Regions from separate parts of the Sus scrofa genome. Here region 2 is linked to region 1. A link is a contact called in public Hi-C data. All regions are on one chromosome and are shown on one strand. Each heading gives the region's core, a stretch centred on a gene start, on an enhancer-like site or on the middle of the called end of the contact. The rest is flanking DNA. Distances are from core to core; before and after follow the strand shown. Region 1 overlaps PLXNA4 (plexin-A4). Region 2 overlaps PLXNA4 (plexin-A4).

Region 1 (5,977 bases), core at 153-2,652:
CCGTGTAGCGCTAATGCTCGCTTCTTGCCCCGTATCCCAATTTCTCTTTGCCGTTTTTTTCTGACATCTTTACTTGAAGAGATGCTGTCAGTTCCATTCCCAGTTGCTGGCAGAGCTTTCCTTCCTTAAGCCACGGTCATGTCCGTGCGTCTTTGGCAGAAGAGATTTTATATGGGTGGTCACCCCAAATTCTCGGTATATTTTGATTTATTTCTCTGACAGCCCCTCGTTACATCCCATCGGCACTTCCCGGTATGGAATTTATCAGACTCACAGCCCTTCTTCTCCGGGAGTTGATCTTCTGTAATATGACTGAATCTGACATGGAACTGACCCCTGGTGGGCTTGGATATAAACCTGGCCTTTCTTATGTGACAACTTTTATTCTCCGTCACTATCCATCACCTTTAGCAGTGTGATAGGGACCACTCTTTTCTCTGTCCTGCCTTCTAGAAGTACCTGTGTTTATTTGATATTTAGAAATGTATTTCTCTCTATTGCAGAGGAATCAAGTCCGTTCTCTTAGTATTTTCACACCTCCCTCCACCAGGAAGCGTTGCAGAGTCCCCTCCATTGGCTGCGGAAGCAGGAGCCAGGGGACCTCCTGTCAATGAAGGACTCACCTGCCACTTGCCCTCCTGGGACTTTGGGGCAGCACTGGGGGAGCCACTGTGGCCTCTTTACTCCAGAGAGTTTTCTGCCCACAAAACACACTGAAAAACCTCGGGAGAACTGACCAGCAAAATCCCTAGCTACCATAAGCCAGAAAATCAACTGCAGGGACACCAAGAGGTGGCCTGGGCCAACGGGAGGAATTGGGGTTTGCATTTGGTGACAAATGTTCATCCTTTTCCGCCGCCGCCGCCGACTCATGTAGGGGGACAAGGGACAGTCCTCCCACTCCCACCCCCCCATCGTCATCTTTGCAGTGCTCTGGTCTTTGTGATAAACGGCAGAGGGAGTGAGCTCCCACCCTCCCCCACCTTCTGCCACCGCCACTGCCTTTATAAATAATCTCTCACAGCGCGTCCTGATATAAGCACGAGGTGGGGCGGGGTCGCAGGGACGTGAGCCACCACCTCACAGTGAGAATGTTCCTGCTCGCCCGCCGCTGGTCTCGGGCAAAGTGTGTTGGTGTCTGCGGTCTCGCCTTAAAGCGCCAGCTCACAGTACCTGGGCTCTTCAGGCTGAGGGGGCTCAGGGTGACGGCACCCCAGGCCTCACCCAGTCTGCCACCTGCTCCGTTGCCCTGGCATCACCCGCACCTGCTCCTCCTGGGTGAGCCGAGGGAGGGACCCCTGCACCCTCTGCCTACGTTACGGGCGTGACAGTGACGTCCACTTGCCAACTTGTCGAAGTGATGTTTCCCAGAGCGCTCGGAGGCCCCGGGGCTGTTCTGCAAGATGAGATCATCGGTGCTAAATTTGTCTTTGCTGACAGCCCAGAACTGGGTTCCAGGGCCTCTGGCAGGCTCGGGAGGCTGGGGCCGAGTCCCACATGTGCCCCAGCGCCTGCCACTACTGCTGTCTGGTGAAAGAGGCTGCCCTCTCCTCTGACAGTTCTCACCTGGGCTGTCTGCCTCCCAGGTTCCCCGTTCTAAAGATGGGCTTTTGTGCCCACGATGCTACCTTAGTCCTGGCAGCTCGGCTGAAAGAGCCAGCTTAGAGAGTGTGCCCAGACTCGGAGAAATGACAGGCCATTGCTCTGCTTGTCCTCGCTTGTGGACACCTGTCTTGCATGGCCAGCACCGATGGCTGATGTTCCCTGCAGAACAACCTCCCCCTTTCAAGATCCTTAACCTCACGAGACCTGCCAGATCCCCTTTGCCACGGGAAGTAGCGTTTTCTCCAGTTCTGGAGATTAAGCTGTGGATGTCTTTGGAGGGGGCACTGTTCTGTCTGCCGCAGCAGAGCCCTCTCTAACAGCCTGCAAGACTGGTGGGGAAGAAGGGTGAGGTTGGACATTGGGGGAGGCATTTGGGGACCAGATAGGACCAATGGGAGGTCCACAGCCAAAGACAAGGAAAGGGTTTAAAAAGACCGAAAAGCCCACCAGACTTTGCCACGGCTCCCAGGCCGAGGGCTCCAGCTCCTTCCATCATCCCAGCCACATGGGCTGAGGACCATCCCCCAAGTCTCTGAGCCCAGGAAGCTCCCTGGTCAAGGCCACACTGACCTTTCCCCTCTTGGTCATTGGAACAAGAGGGGCCCCTCTGTGCATTCCCGGTTTCAACGACTTGATTTGGGGTTTCGTTTTTACCTGTGGGTTTGCTTTTCTTTGGTTTCAGAAGAGCTTTTGGGAAACAAACAAAAAGAAAGCTTTTGTAAAGTTCATCTTTGTCTTAATTTTACAAGACAAAGAAGATACCGGTTCCTTTGGCAGGTGCAGCAGCTACCAAAGCCCAATGAAAAGATCTGGAACGAAACCTGTCAGCAGGTTGGGCTAGTTGCCACAGCTGCAGACAGTGTCCCCTCCCCCTAAGGGGAGTCACCATGGACTTTGATTATTTACTGGTCAAGGGAAGCCATGATTGGTCAGGCTCATGTTTGTGTGTTGGTTTTTATTTTCTTCCTATAATTCCCAGCACCACTGCCAGCTTCTATTGAAGTTTATTGATGAGCAAGATACAGCTTTAGGCATTGTGAGATGACCAAACAAGAGAAAAAAAATGGCCTTATGTCCTTGGTGATTTTAGGTGGGCAGAGCAAGTTAGGGTTTATGGATTAGTCCATCTTCAATCCCAGCTGTAAGAAATAAAACTAACTTGCAGCCACTGGGTGAATGGTCTGTTGAAAGCTAGTTCTGCTGCAAAGGTCAAAACCCCTGATTCATCAATCAGGGTTAGGGGAGGGGGGAAGAGGGAGGAGAGGCTCGAAGATGAGAACAAAGTCAGCAGCTACTATGTGCTATGTTTTTGCTACCCATAACTCAGAGGGGTCAGTCTAGGGCCCTCATTGCAACTGTGCCTGGTGAGGATTTTGACTGCAATTTTACCCAGGAAGAAACTCCTCTCCAGAGAGGTAGAATGCTAATTGGCATAGTCTCCAAAACCCACGCCCTTATAATAAATTGTGCCATGTCCACCTTTGCTCCTTTTGCCTATGTACGTTTTCGAACTCAATTTGGCTTCTCCACCAAATATCCAGCTTCATGTAGGGGTGAAATTGGGGGCACCTGGGGGGCTTAAGGCTCCTGAAGGAAACACTCAGTGCTCACATTTTTGGGTAGCTCCCCATGCCTGTGTTCCGAGCCTCAGAGAGAGGGGCCCTTTTCTCTCCCTGCCTGTAGAAATCCCTGGACTCTCACCACAGGCTTCTCTACTGCGGGGTTGATCTCAACCGGGCTTGTGAAAATGAACAGCTGATGTGTTATATAATTCCTTTTCTCTTCAAATGTGTGTGTAACAGTATGTACATAAATATAGCGTGTGTGTGCGGGGGAGGGGGGAGGGCTGTTCCTGGAAAAGCCGAAGGGGACCCATTTGCCATTTTTGATGACTTACTCTAAAGCTTTGTCTGCCTTTCTTCTCATCTCCTGCTTCTCCTGGTCCTGCTGGAAGAGGGAGAGATGTCATAGGGCAGCAGGTGTAGAAAACAACACTAGACCACTGTGTGGGCCTGGAACTGCCTTTTCTACTTTCTCAGCACGAGCCCGAGACTTCCCCGTCAGACCTCAGATCTTTGATTCCTAAGATGAGAACTTTTTTCCCTTCGCAGTTCACTGGGCTTGAGTGTGCCAACTAGTAGCACTGTTAGGAGAAATTATTTTCTGCAGAACATGTGCGGTGTGTGTATAAACATTCGTGTACAAAATGACCAGTGGGGACAATTTCTAAACGGAGTCCTCTTAATATGAATTGTGGAAGGATGCCCTATGTATGGGGGTCTCAGTCATGTAAAGTCTGACAGTTTAAAAATCAAGATTTTCCTAACTCCATCATAACTGCTTCAAACTTATCTAAGCCCCGTTGATCCCCAACTGCAGAATTTTGTGCCAGTTCTTCCAGAGAGTTAAGAAGGAGGGACTCTTCCAAATCAGTGATGCCAAGATTGAGCGTGGAGCGCACCCAGGTATCCTCGGGGAAGCCGCCAGTGAGCCAGTTGGAGTCTGGGTGTGTATGAGCGTGTGAAAGCCATGTGTAATTACTTCTGATGGCGTGAGAGGGGACAGGTGTTTCATTAAGTTTGCGAGATTTGGAACATTTGAACTACACCATGGTGGGAGGCTGGCATGACAATGTGAGCTAGCAAGGAGCCCACCGCCAAGAAGCTGTATTTCTCAGCAGCGCTGTCATCCCGGGATGGCGTCTTTTACCACTTGGGCACCGCAGTCCTGAATGATGAGCTTATCTAAAATATTAGAAAGATGCTGAAGCGCTGTACTCCCACACCACCTACGGGAATGCTCTCGTGGGCCATCATAGGAGTAGACTGAAAGTCTGGTCCCTGCTTCACCGCCTTTACATTTTATGAACGTGGGCAGTATCCTTGGCCTCTCTGTGTGTTGATTTCCCCATTGTCCATTGAAAGCCAGCAAACGGGCTTGTGAAGCTGACCTTTGAGGAAGCCTTGGATGAGAGCAGCCTGGGAGTGGACCAGTTTTCAGCGCCTAGGATTGGTGGGCCAAGTTGGCTGAAGCAGGGTAGGAATGAGGCCAAAGTCTTTCACATGCCCCCATGCAGGGGGACAGCAACAACTCTGGCGGGTGGCCTCAGGCAGAATCCTGAGCTTTTGCCTCACGGGTCACCTTGACCACAAGAGTGTGTGACTGATGCAGCTCTGGAAAACTAATGCAAGCCCTATGCTCCCGCCTCCCGCCCCCACTCCTGTAGGCAGTAAGCTTTGCATCTCTTTTGGCCCAAGACTAACTACTCTGCAAAACTAGGGGGATGACTCCAGGGAAGGGAGCTGGGAGCCGCTTTTCTTGCTTGGTTACTTGATGAATCCAGAGACAAGCAAGCAAGTAGGAAAATCCTGTGGGATTTCAGCCTCTTCCCCACCAGGAACTTCTCAGGCTGTCCTGCAGCTTTCCCATGTGTGAAACAAGTGCTGGGTGATATTACCTGAAAGGGCTGTTTAGGGAGTTGCTAATAACTACGATGGCCAGCTAAGAGGGGATGACAGTGGAATTTTATCTAAGAAGCTACGGCATATTTCAGACAGGTGGCACCCCCTCCAAAGTCTCCTACTCAGAAAGCAGAGAATTTGAGACTAGGCAACCACATCCAGGGCCATATTCATTTAGGATTCTTGATAGTTGGCTTGGCAATTTGACTCTATGAAAAGAGCTCAGAGGGGGACTTAGAAAACGTTTACAAAACTAGCCAAAGAGGGCAATAGAGGGGTCGGGGAGAGGAAAAGATGGAAGAGATGGAAATGGGGTGAATGCCCCATGGGACAGAGTTGCGCCCAGAAAGTATTGCTGTTGGGGTGCTCTTCAGATCCCGCTGCCACTTCGGGAGCCTGAGTGACCCACCTTGTGCTCCTCCGTTAGTGGGGCTCATCCTGGGGCAGTGGAGGTTTATTCAGGACATCTCTGGTCAACATTTAGCGCATGCTTGCTGAACGTCGACGCTGCTCTGGGTGAGATGCAGCTGTCAATTCATTCAATCCTCAGAACTGCCCTGCAGGGTAGATACGCCTGTTATTGCCGAGGACGCCTGAGGAAACCGAGGCCCCGAGAGGTGAAGTAGCTAACCCAAGAAGACAGGATTAAAGCCGTGGAGGCAGGTCCCAACGCAGGGTCCTCAGAGCCCGTGCCTGTGCCCGTCATGCTTTGCTGCTCTCAGGCTAAGCACGCTGTGGTCAGCCATGAAGCCTGCAGCCGCCCCCAAATATCTGATGGATATTGCCCTCTGCTTCATATTTGTTGCTCTGTCTGAAACAGGCGTCCTCCGTGGTAGCCACGCAGTGATGGATGACTCCTCCCTGCCTTCTGTTGGATGGCCTCGATCTTTCCATGGCCATGGGGGGGGAGC
Region 2 (5,768 bases), core at 962-3,461, 170 kb after region 1:
GCCTTGTTATATGCAGTTTGCTGGCCTCGCCCTCAGAGTTTCTGATTCCAGAGACCTGCGGGGATGCTGGAGAATTTGCATTCCTAACAAGCTCCCGGATGCTGCTAGTCAGGGGTCCCCCCTCACTCCGAGAACCATGGCACCAGGGAACCCCCAAAGCTGACAGGTTTTAAATGCTTCTAACCCAGGAAGTCACAAGGGCCGTGTTAACTGGGCTTTCATACGGTGTCCACCAAAGAAATACATGTGCGATGCTAGGGGGATCTGGACCCCTAAACCTGCTCTCCTCTTTCCATCAGAAGGTAAGCCATGTTAAGGAGCGCTTTCCGTGTAGGGGGTGTGGTAGCTCGAACTGTATGCCCCCCAAAGAAGCGTCGAAGTCCTAAACACCAGGACCTGCGATGCGACCTTATTTGGAAACAGAGTCCTCCTTGCAGCCGTAATGAAGTTATTCAGATGTAACCCAAGTCGTGCTGGATTAGGGTGGGCCCTAAATCCAATGACTGGTGTCTTTATAAGGGAAAGGAGTGGGAGACTTGGATGCAGAGACAGAGAGACCCAGGGAAGGGTGCCATGTGAAGTCAGAGGCAGAGACTGCGCTTATGCTGCCATAGCTAAGGAATGCCAAGCTCTGCCAGCAACCATAAGAAGCAAAGAAGGATCCCCCGCTAGAGTCCCGGGAGAGAGCATGGCCCACCCACACCTTGATAGACGTCTAACCTCAGAACTGTGAGAGAACAAGGGTGCTGCTTTCAGCTAAAAGCTTGCGGTAATTCTTACGGCAGCCCTAGCAAACGACTCCACGGGGTCTCTGGAGCGTTTGATGGTGTGTTGACGTAGGAGCATGAGCACGAGCGCTTTGGTGGTGAGGGGTCTTCCGTCTGCTGACTTGCGGGAGATGCTCTGTTGCTCGAGCACATCCTTGGTCGGCTTCGGGTTGCTTGATTGGAAGCCCCGCTCAGAGGACACCAAGGAATGGAACTGTCACCCAGGAAAATCCAGTTGGGTGGTGGAGTGGGAGAAGGATGGAGTGTGGCTGTTGTCCTACAAATTCCAGCAGAGCCCCTGACCATCGAGGCAGGGGAAGGCGCAAGGCTTTCCAGGACGTCAGACAGAATGAAACAAAGGTTAGGATGAGAGCTAGGCGGTCCGAGAAAACCTTCTTAAGGAACAAGAGGTCCCATGGTCTTAGAGCACCAGGAAATTAGCATAAGGAACAAGAAAAGCGGTCTCTTAAAAACGTGGAGCTTAAATTTCATGGCGGAGAAGGGCAGTAGCAATATGTTTGAAGAGTAAGTAACAGGTGGAAAGAATGAAGAAGTACGTGAGCCTGAGAACAGATCGTAGAATGAAGCCTCCTTACGATACTGGGGTGTCCTAGTTTTCTGTTGCCCAGTTTAAGGTTCCCTGGCCCCTGCGCAGGAATCACCAGTGGTACCTATTTGAAATGCAAGTCGTGGGCTCCGCCTCAGCCATTCTGGGTCAGATCCTGAGTGGACAGGGGAGCCTGCATTTTCACATACTCCCACAAAATCTGGAAAACATTGCTGCAGATTCTTTGTCAATGTCAACAGACTCTCCCCTTTCTAGATAAAATTGTGGGGAACTACAGAGGAATGCAAGAGAGGAGAGGAGGGGAGAGGGTTTCAGAAGAATTTTTAGATAGCCTGTGCCCCAAATCACCTTTCCCAGAACCTCTGCGTCGGTCATCCTGGTGTGTCAGTGGACACAACTTCCTCCCACAGTTGGACCAGTTCTGACCAGTGTTGCGGGGCCAGCTGCCACAGGACTGGAAACACCGGCCTGTTGCAGCTCTGCCACCTACTGGCTGTAAGAGGAGGTGCAGAATTCAACACAGCGATCACCCTGGTTAAAGAGCAGCTTCAGAAAACACATACAGCACACGCACATACACACTCGTACACCACCCACCAGGGCCCCTCTGGCTCCCGCTGGCCCATGATCTGTTGGTTCACCTGTCGGCATAAGTACAGATGCATTTGATCTCTCCGTTCAGACATGGATGAGCTTGGAGGGGGAGAGAAGGGAAAAGGACAGAGTACAGGCTGATAAGCAGAGGCTCTGAAAAGACTTCCTCCTCTTCCTTCCTGTTTTCCAGGACACAGGAGGGGAAGATGCAGGCGTCGGGGAGGGGAAGGCTCCAAGCCCAAGGCAAGGGCAGGGCAGGCGGGGTGGGAGGGACTGAGCCCAAAGGCTGTGAGCACTGAGCCAGGATCCAGAGCTAGTGTGCACACAGGCAGCTAACTCGGCCTTCCCTGGGGCTCTGACTGCGGCCAGCGCTGAGGTCTTTTCTCCCTCCGTTTCCTCTTTTACGGCATGAATGATATACTCTGCCTTCTCAGCCCAGCCCCATCGGACCCTCTCCAGGGCTCAGAAGGGCAGGATGGCTAGGTTGGCTCTCGAACCCCTGGAACCACTCAGAGGAGGGCTGACCCCTGCCTACCTGCCCTTCTGTCCAACCACCGATGGGCCCACCTGTGTTTGGGAATGACCTTCTGACCTTGCCTTGTTTGGGGGCCATGACCTTATGTCAAAACCACTCAGGTTGCGTTTCATTGACCGGGTTCCCTCAGGGAAAAGAGAGTTCCCAATCCCAGCCCTGGCAGGAAGTCAAGTTTTCTGTGCTCCTCCCCAGTCAGAAAGCTCTCTGCTGCACACTCTGCCCTGCCCGCCTTCTCTCTGCCAGCTCTTGTCCTCCACCCCTGCTCTTGGCTTCCTTCCTACCCCTTTCTGAAGCTGCCTGGCTGGCTGCCACCTGGGCCAGCTGAGGAGGGAACAGGCTGGGAGGCCCCTGGAGCTGGTGTCCGGGCTGTGGGTGCTGACTTCTGCTTGTGGTGCCCACTTTGCTCTGTTGCGCATGACTTTGGACTTGGTCATGGTGAAGCCACTGTGGCCTGGCAGGGCCAGCAGAGAGACATCACTTACCACAGGTCGTGTGCATCCGGGCAAACTTTGGACCTTGTTTCACTGAATCACAGACCAGTAAGTCCAACCCAATCCAGCCTAACAGCACCAACACAAAGCAACCAACTCAATCCAACTCAATCCAACACAACCCAGTACAATCCAATCCAATACAACCTAATCCAACACAACACAAAACAGTATATAACACAACACAACCAACCCAACCCAAACCCAACAGAACCCAACACAACACCAACACAACCCAATGCAATACAACACAGCACAATCCAACACAACACAGTACGACCCAACCCAATAGAACACAACACAATACATCCCAAACCGATACCACTGAACACAACACAATCCAGTCCAACACACTGCAACCCAATAAAACATGACACAAAACAACACAACATGACACAAAACAACACAATAAAATAACTAAGCCTGAACAACAGGTGGCTTTATAGGTCTCTGTTTACTCATCTTGCTCTGCATTGATGGAACTGGGGAGGTGGGGGCCTAAGCAGTGGACTCTTCTGGTCACCCCTCCCTCCTTTCAAAGGATTGTTGAAAGGAAGTGGACACCAGGGCAGCTTGGCGAGGGCAAGGGGCTCAGGACGGAAGAGACCCAGTGGAATTGCCCTGGCGCTGTGAGCTAGAGTGCCATGGACCACCTGGGCACTCACTCCCCATCTGTCAGAGGGCGGGGCCTGAGTCCACCCTACCAGCCCAGCTCACTGCACTCATGTAGGATGCATGGAAATAACAGTCACAAAATCCCTTTTCAAAGTTTGAACCAAAGCTGTTGTTAGTTGAGTAACTGTGTTATGGACAAGTGACATCTGTTTTGTCAAGTTGTCCCCTGGAGGCCTGGGAGGATCAGGGTCTCTGCCCTTGGGGAAGTGCTGTGACTAAGTCCTCCACTTTCTGCGCCTCTACATCGGCTGATTCAACTTATACTGAGAATATTGAAGTTTTCCAAAACCCCAGTAAAAGAGCTTGGCGTAAAGAAATGCGTCGTTCCCTTAACCCGAACCCGAGAAGTGGCCAGAGGCGAGCTGAGGATGTGGGTGATTCAACACAGGCCGCTCCCAGCTCCTCGGAGGCTGCCCGTTGTGATGGAGGAGGATTTTGTATTTAGCTGTTTAGCCAATACGTAGGTTCTCACCTTTGTTAAAGGAATGAAAAAGCTCCTCTTCAAGAGAGATTCTCCAAGTTAGGAACGTGGAGGAAGGTTTATTATCTTCATTTTACGAAAGTCAGCTTGTATCGGTTGCCATCTCTGCAACACACAACACTTCCCCTTTGCCTACAGGTGAACGCCTAGTGCTTTGAAGAGCCCTCCAGGTTTCTCTTGTACCTGCATCCACTGTGTCCTCTGCAGTCACGCGGCCTGGCCAGAGCTGGCCCCTCCCCATCGCACACACTGACCCTTGCGTCCACCCCTCATGCCAGCCTGACCCAAGACATGGGCTTCCTTGCAGCACCTGCTATTGCAACCATATTCCTCCTTTAAAAGTCAGCTCCAACTGTCACTCTTCTGTGAAGAGCCCTCCCCTGCCTGGCCAGCCCTTCCTTTCCATGGCCACACAGAGCCTGTTCCCGGCATGCACTTCCCCCAGGAGGGGCTTGGTGTCCAGGAGAGGTGGGGTCGTGTTGGCCGGTAGAAGATTCTGACGCTACCCCTTGTTAGCTCTCTCTGACTTTAGCTGTGTCCTCTCTGAGTCAGTTTATTTACACACGCAATGGGACTGAAGCAACTGCTGTCCTCACCTCCCCGGAACTGTAGCTCATTTATTAAATCAACAAATGTTTCTTGTGCACGTACTCTGTGCGGCGTGAATGAAATCAGAAACGAAATGTGAAATGGCTTTCTAAATTGTGTTTGGCTTCTTAGTTGTTTGACAAGGCGCCCTTGAGGAGGGGAGGCTGCCAGATTCCCTTTGGCTCCTTTGCAAGATTCCCTTTGAGTCTTCTGCAGCGGGATATCACACAGCAGACTTGAACCAGGGACTCCCAGAGGGCGCACCTAGCAGGCCAGTGTGAGAGGGCTCACGTCCTCTGTCTCCTAGGCCTCAGTCACAGAACCATCTCCCCTGTTCCCACCTGCTCCCGGATCCTCTGAGCTGCCGCCTTAGGTCCCAAAGGAAAAGCTCAGGGAGGGGAAGAGCCTGGGTTTCCACTGCATAAAGGAAACGCTCGGGGGTGGAGTGGGGGAGAAGATTATTTTTAATTATCTGACACCTTTGTTTATGCAGTGTCTGTAATAATAATAATAATTATAAACGTCTCCCCAAAGCGCTTGCAAGTCCATTGGAGGCTGAGGACGTAATTGCCTGCTTAGAAATCTAGGAGGAAATTAAGTGATGGAGACCATTTCATTGCTGGCTTCCGTCGCTTTCTCTTTTGCTGGAGCAACCCTGCAAGCTGACCGGCGCAGAGTCTTGCTGGCTAATGGGAAACAAAGCCCTGTCTCCATCCCACTTTTCCCTGGTCCAGCTTGAGAGGGATGGGAAATAAAGCTTGCTGCCCAGTGACCACGACCAGAAGTCCAGTCACTGGACTCCAGTGTGGAGACTCAGGATGTTGGGACCTTCGGATCGAGGCCCCTGGGGCCTTGTGAGGTGGGGGTGGTCCCTGGGGCCTCTCTTGGAGCCCAGAGAGTAACAGCTGGATGGTCTCCTTCTCCTTCCCCGAGAATTCCCAGCCCGCAGGTCCCCGACCCTTCCCCTCCTCTCCCATGGCCTCTCTTTCCCCTCCCTGCTAATTGGGACACAAGCAGAAAGTCCCCAAGGAGCAGAAGGGTCCAGCGACCCCTGCTGGAGGGCACTGGC

Evidence for each region. Hi-C and Micro-C count contacts between places; a contact is called where the count stands out from the background.
Region 2: a contact with region 1 is called in a Hi-C map of liver, with 5 times the contacts expected there. The contact joins two enhancer-like sites. A contact is called at or near these places in 1 of 5 promoter capture datasets (liver), 5 of 47 Hi-C or Micro-C datasets (heart right ventricle, liver and skeletal muscle) and 1 of 2 datasets of contacts at active chromatin or transcription factors (skeletal muscle).

Annotation. Positions count from the first base shown.
Region 1 is chr18:16,620,684-16,626,660 of Sscrofa11.1, forward strand. The region is part of intron 3 of PLXNA4 (plexin-A4); the gene reads left to right. Among named protein-coding and RNA genes, the nearest start is that of PLXNA4, 150 kb to the left of the region's middle. Within about 2 kb of position 1,403, at least 11 of the 83 cell types and tissues checked have an H3K27ac peak or open chromatin away from gene starts, as enhancers often do. A contact at or near this core is called in liver, where this site is marked.
Region 2 is chr18:16,786,525-16,792,292 of Sscrofa11.1, forward strand. All of the region lies in intron 3 of PLXNA4 (plexin-A4), which reads left to right. Among named protein-coding and RNA genes, the nearest start is that of PLXNA4, 310 kb to the left of the region's middle. Within about 2 kb of position 2,212, at least 18 of the 83 cell types and tissues checked have an H3K27ac peak or open chromatin away from gene starts, as enhancers often do. A contact at or near this core is called in liver, where this site is marked.